Regions from separate parts of the Hordeum vulgare genome. Here region 1 is linked to region 2. A link is a contact called in public Hi-C data. All regions are on one chromosome and are shown on one strand. The core of a region is the stretch at or near the end of the contact, and the rest is flanking DNA. Distances in the headings are between cores, read along the strand shown. Region 1 holds the start of LOC123443724 (vacuolar cation/proton exchanger 1a-like). Region 2 holds the start of LOC123443723.

What was found. Hi-C and Micro-C count contacts between places; a contact is called where the count stands out from the background.
Region 1: a Hi-C map of leaf shows a contact between it and region 2, with 7 times the contacts expected there. The contact joins the promoter of LOC123443724 here to the promoter of LOC123443723 in region 2. A contact is called at or near these places in 2 of 6 Hi-C or Micro-C datasets (both in leaf) and 1 of 1 datasets of contacts at active chromatin or transcription factors (embryo).

The regions. Positions count from the first base shown.
Region 1 is chr3H:313,924,288-313,927,660 of MorexV3_pseudomolecules_assembly, forward strand. LOC123443724 (vacuolar cation/proton exchanger 1a-like) reads left to right here and starts at 1,761. Exons shown (of 9, transcript XM_045120228.1): 1 at 1,761-2,473. The coding sequence starts at 2,171.
Region 2 is chr3H:313,637,709-313,640,940 of MorexV3_pseudomolecules_assembly, forward strand. It overlaps LOC123443723, which reads right to left and starts at 1,332. Exons shown (of 3, transcript XM_045120225.1): 1 at 949-1,332; 2 at 632-872. The coding sequence starts at 1,199. The coding sequence ends at 752.

The sequences.
Region 1 (3,373 bases), core at 511-3,010, 290 kb after region 2:
ACCATGTAGCATTGGATGCTAGCGGAATATTATGGACTCAGAAAAGATCTCATCGGATTGGACGTAGTTGGACCCGAGTAGAGATAAAGCCTGAGTTGGACAAACCCAACTATGAGACACGGCGATACGTCATCTGTGAGTCTCTAGTACAACATACATTCTATGTCCTACGACCTGAGCTGGTGCATGTATTCGGGATGGTGATAGACATGGCTTGGGTCGACCAAACGCTACTCCGTGACTGGATAGTTACAAAGGTAGGTTTCGGGCTTGTCCAGACCCATGCTGCGAGACATGGTCCAGCAAGATGGGATTTGCCCCTCCGGTCAGGAGAGATATACTCTAGGCCCCTCGGGCGATCCGACCTAGATAAGCATGGTCATGCGATGAGGATTATGAGATAATCCGAAGTGTTGATTGGATTCACCAGAACGAGAAAGAGGTTGTGCTGCAACAAGGATAACCATGTCGCCTGGTGAACGACAACATACATCGTGTGGCAAAGGGAAAAGAAGTATGAAGTACAAGTTCGCCTAACCAGCTTCATCGGGCACTTGAAGTCGACATGCTTTGCTAGAGGTCGCTACTGACTAACCGAGTCAGATATGATCTAACTCGCGACCAAGTGAACAAGAATCTAAGGGGTCATGCGCTGAAGGGAAGGAATTACTTATGGGCTTTTGGATCCGTGCAAGGCCCAAGAGTTGAGCCCGAGCCGAATGCCTATATATAATGGAGGTGAGGCACACTCATTCAGTTGATCGCTTCGGTGTTGTCATTAGGGCTTTGAATGTGTTGCAACTAGCCAGCTCCACTTGCCGTCGACTCTGTGATCGGATCTAGCAGTCCGCCGCATGGCGTCCCTCCTGCACGCGTGGATAATGTTAGAGGCGGTGCACTTCCGCCCCTCCGGCGAACCTGTACGTGGGATCCAGTAACCGGCTGTTCGAGGGAGAGGATCCGGCGATCGACCACGCGAAGGAGATAGGACGAGGAGGAGACTGACCACAGGGACGCGTTGCCCCAACTCTACTCCCGCTGCATGGCATTGTGCGTCCAGTGACATCTGGGGATTGCCGGTGAACGGTCGCCCCAGTGTCGCCTTTGGGGTGGGGGAGGGGCGTGATTTCCGGAGGCATCCTTTAAAATGGGGAAGAATATCATCGGCGAATTTACTACTTTCTGGATGTCTTTCGATATCAGAGAGGTGTAATTGGTATCGTCGTGATATTAATGTATTTATTTCTTTAAAGAAAAAATTGTATTTACATTTTCCTTCAAAAAGAAAAAAAAACTCTTGTACCACTTCTGTTTTTCTACCTTAGCAAAATGGGCAGTGCTTCCGTCAATCAAGAAAAAAAAGCCGTAGCAGCGCGTACACACCGCGTCCGTACGTACGGCCAGGAACTGGAAGAGAAGATTTTGCCGGCGCAGCTAGCTATCGCGGTCTTTGTTTATTGAGTGTGGGCAAGCCATCGTGGTCAGTCAATCGAAATTCGATACCCATGATGGATCGATCCATGGTCGTAAAAATGATCCCACGGAAGGTTGGCATCAGGCGGGATATGCCCCGGCTGAAATAGCCAACGTGCAACCGGACACATACCTGCCATTCGGACGTGGCGTAGCGTACCACGGCATGCTGCAATGCAGATGCAGGGCAGGGGGAAGCTTCGCGGAAGCTTCGCCCCCGTCCCTGTACCCCACTGTATGCAAATCATAACTGTTATGGCAAAAACCACCGTGTATGGAGGCATCGTGGCATTGAAGGCAGATCAAAATCCCCTTTCCCTTCTTAGTTGATCTGTACACGTCCATCCATTTAAATCATATATACATATATCATTTTCCTTTTTATTCTTCTTCTCATACATATCTCTAATCCTTATCTACCAGTCTCAGCATCTCAATATAATTTCGTATTTTTCTCTGAAGATCATCAAGGGAGATCTTATTCTTGTGGTGCTGGAGCTGGAGGCTGGCTGTAACATGGAGTGACGGGGGTCAATAATTCATTCTCCGGTGGGAATAATTGCTCCTTCTCCCCATAAATATGTGCTCCACTCCTCTTCATGCCTCGCGTAGAATACACATCACGAGGTTCGTAAGAGCGCCGAACAGGCTCCTCGTGGCGCCGCACTAGCCAACTCCAGATCGATCTACCTTAGCCATGGATAGTCACTCCGCGGTGACGATGGAGGCCGGTGCACCAACGAGGAAGGAGTCCGGGCGGCTTCCTGCGCGGTACGGCGGGAACGCGCACGGCCACAGCGGCCTCGCCCGGACGGCGCATGGCATGTCCTCCTCCTCGCTGCGGAAGAAGTCGGACGCCACGCTGGTGCGCAAGGTGCCCGTCGCCTCGCTGCGCCCTGTTCTCGCCAACCTCCAGGAGATCCTCCTCGGCACCAAGCTCGCCGTCCTCTTCGTCGCCGTGCCGCTCGCCGTCGTCGCGCAGTGCTTCCACTTCGGCCAGGTATAAATTCACCATACAGCACACCATGTTTTCTGTACTCTTTTTGTCTCGATATGTGCATGCATGCTACTGCTCAACATCTTCGCTTCGGCTTGACCATTCCCTTGGATTTATTCTACCTTCCCATCCACGATGCTCTTCTCTTTCGCTTCCTAACACTGTGGTGATCAGGTGTCAGATTGTGATTACTACTATCCAAGCCTGCCTACCTGCCGATCCTTAACTACACTTGTCCCTTGCAAGCTGTTCTCTAAAGCAGTACTACCTCAATTGGGCTCGTCGTGTCACCGACACATAGGGGCACAGCACACAGACTGGCACGCACGAGAGCATAACTTCTGCACTCGTTCAATAAACTTCAACTACTTTTCGTAGAACACATTTATGTGCGACTGAGTATAAAGTGGCAAACAACTTCGAGTTTCAAATCGATTGCTCACGTCAAGTCAGCAATTTTAATGGTGTTGACAGCCTCTACATATGCTCTTCGTGGCCAAAACCATCGGTCGTCAGGTTTTAGAAATTTTACCTTCACTTTCTTCAGTCGTCCGATCTTGTTTTCTCGCTGCGCACAGCCTTGGGGATCATCCCTGGCGAATTGGTTGCTGATGTAGGAGGAGTGAGGTCGCCGTGAAGCATTGTTAAACTTATACTACTACTCTAGTGCGAGCTTTAGTAACTCTCTTGTGTAAAAATGAAAGAGGTTTAGTGACGGACAGTAATGCTTCCCAAAACGTGGGGCTGCACGGCCTGGAGTACTCTAGGAAGATGGCGTACTTTGCCGAGCGAGTGCCATCCCTTAAACCTTGCTGCGACTAACAGCCAAATGTGCACCGCAAGACAAGAGTAGACGACAAACTTGTGCGTCCACAGCGGCTAAGACGATGACGGAAACATCCC
Region 2 (3,232 bases), core at 82-2,581:
TTTGTTAAATAACCGAAGCAATTTTAATTAGTGCCAAACCTCAGCTTGCAATTCAATGGCTACTTATTGATTTGTTATTAGGATTATTAAGGGGTGCTAGTATGTTGTTAAGTACCAGTATGTTGTCTATTAGGATTAAGCAAAACAATATTAGGAAATTGGTACTAGCACAATCTTTTCCATCAGTAAAAAGAAACTTATCTAACTGTGATATCATGTGACTTCAAGTCACATGCATACACTCAAGCCCTCAAGCAAAAATGGAACTGGCTTTCTATCCTAAAACGGTGTAACTTTGGTCTTACTGTAGATGAAACTTTTAACTTTGACTACGTCCTTCCTTTGTTTAAGTAATATTCCTCCGTCCCAAAATAAGTGTCTCAACTTTATACTAGCTCTAGTACAAATTTGTACTAAGCTTAAGACAGTTATTTTGGGACTGAGGGAGTATTAGTTAAGAACCTATGATGCCCTTTTCTCCTGAATTAAGTTTAAACAGCCCACCACGACAGTTTTGCACGAATCCGTTTTCACCAAGACAGTTTTGCATGGATCCTGATACATCATGGCCACTCAGAACACAGTTGCGCATATATCAGGCAGGTGAGCAAGTGTGCTAGCACAGTCTTACCCTTCAGACTTGGATGCCGCCTCGCTTGCTGGCGCATCAGCCTTGGTCTGCACACATGAAAACACATGCAAGATTAAGCGAACAATTAGGTTCACCAATAGATGCCCACAAGCAACAAAATTACGAAGGAGAAGTTCTTAGAACAGAACAGAGCACGCATCTGCAACGGCAGCGGACGCCACCAGCCTCCCTTCGGGACGCGCGCCCACGCCCGATCTGGCCACACGCACGCTCCTCACCGCTGCAGCAGAGAAATACGCATGCAAAACAGCGAAGATCCGGCGGCCACGGGCGACGAACCAGGGTGAAGGTACTACCTGACGCGGATTTGGGGCCGGCGGATCCCACCCGCGGGGTGGCGGCCGGGACGGCGACGTCGCTGACAAATGCCTCCGGATCGAGGTCTTGTCCTCCAGATCCACCACGAATCTGGGCCCGCCATGGCCTCCCGTTCGAACTGGGCCTCGAGGAGAGGACGGAGGGGATGGGGCGACGGTCGCCTGCACAACCCCTCCCGGCAGTTGTCCTCACCGAGCCCTTCCAGCTCCACGCGCACCGCCGGCTCCATTGCATCCCCGGGCGCCTCCCCGCCGCCGACACCGAGCTTCGCCAGGAGATCCCCTTGTCCTCCTCGTCATCGCACCCGTAGGCGAGGTGAGGAGACGTTGGATCAGTAGAGTGTGGACGGCTCAGATTGCCTACAGGAGGGTGATTCGGGGTACACGTGGTGATTGGTCGAGACATGTGTCATCTAAAATAGTCTCTAAATGCTAAAAATAATGAAGATTTATGAAGAAACTACCAATAATATTTTGCAAAATGCCACCACTAAAATTTTCACTCAAGTTATACCACATTTTATGGATAATAATCAACTTCTATGCATTTTCTTTGTACAAAAAATTCATTTTTCATTTTTTGAGTGTCCAAAATGAGTTGTTTTGTGAAGAACCTATCATATACTTGTTGCAAAATTGGACCCAATAATTTTTTTAAAATACTAGGTCATATTTAATATACAATTGACTAAATTGTTGGGTGTCAAAAGTGTTTATTCACCTCTCGTGAAAAAGATAAATTTCCACCGATTTAATTGGAAGCGGGTCAAATTTGAACTGCAGCTGCCTTATAGTTCCTCTTTATTTTTTCCAAAATTCATTTCTAGGCACACAAGTATCTATTTCATCATAAAAACACTAAAAGTTTTCCAAGATTCAACAACTAGCTAGGAACGGTCATACCGTCGTTTTCACCGCATTTTGAAATAAGCACTAAAACTCAAAAAACAAATGAAATCTTCGCATTGTGACATTATATGTTACAAAGTTACCATGTAAAATAATAAACTTGTAATATGGCAATTAGTTTTAAGAATTGTTCTTAGAAATGTGCTATCATGTGTGAAGATTCATGGCTTTCAAGCCAAATGATCAATCTTTTGGCCACATTCATTGCATAGTTTGTTCAAATGATCTCATATTGTGCACAAGGGTGCGTATTGAAATGGCAAACAATATTGCCTAAGAAAGTTTTTCATTTTCTTTGGACAGAAAATTCATTTTCCATTTTTTGAGTACCCAAAATGATTTTTTTAAAGGACCTACCATATATTTGTTGCAAAATTGGACCAACCTAATTTTATAAAATATTAGGCCACATTTAACGTACAATTGACCAAATGTTTGGGTGCAAAAAGCTTTCATCCACCTCTCGTGAAAAAGTCGATTTTTTGTTGTATCAGCTCGAAGCGGGTCAAATTTGAACTGCAGCTGCCTCATAGTTTGCTTTCTATTTTTCCCAAAAATCTTTTTTAGGTACACAAGTATTTATTTAATCATAAAAACATAAAAAAAATCCAAGATTTAACCATTAGGTAGGAACGGTCATACGTGTCGTTTTGACCGCATTTTGAAATGGCTCTGAAAAATTCAAAAAAAAATTAAAAAAATGGAAAACCTTTGAATTGTGTCATTATATGTGACAAAGTTGTCAGGAAAAAAAATATAAACTTGTAATATGACAATTATTTTTAAAAAGTGTTCTCAGAAATTGGTTATCATGTGTGAAGGTTCATGACTTTCAAACCAAATGATCAATCTTATGGCCACATTCATGACATAGTTTGTTGAAATGATATAATATTATGCACAAGGGTGCGTATTGAAATGGCAAACAATGTTGATTAAGGAAGTTTTCATTTTCCTTGTATGTAAAAATCATTTTCCATTTTTCAAGTGTCCAAAATGAATTTTTTGTGAAGGACCTACCATATATTTGTTTCAAAATTGGACCAAATCATTTTTATCAAATACTAGGACATATTTAATGTAAAATTGACAAAATAGTTGGGTGTTAAAAGCTTTTATCCGCTTCTCGTGCAAAAGACAAATTTCTGCCGATTTAACTCAAAGAGGTTCAAATTTGAACTACAGCTCCCTCATAGTTTGCTCACAATTTTTTTAAAATAATTTCTAGGTAGATAGGTATCTATTTAATTAAAGAAACACCAAAATTTTTCCAAAATTCAACCACTAGGTAGGAACGGTTATACCCACTGTTTTGACTGCATTTCGAAATGGCCATGAAAAAATCAAAAAAACG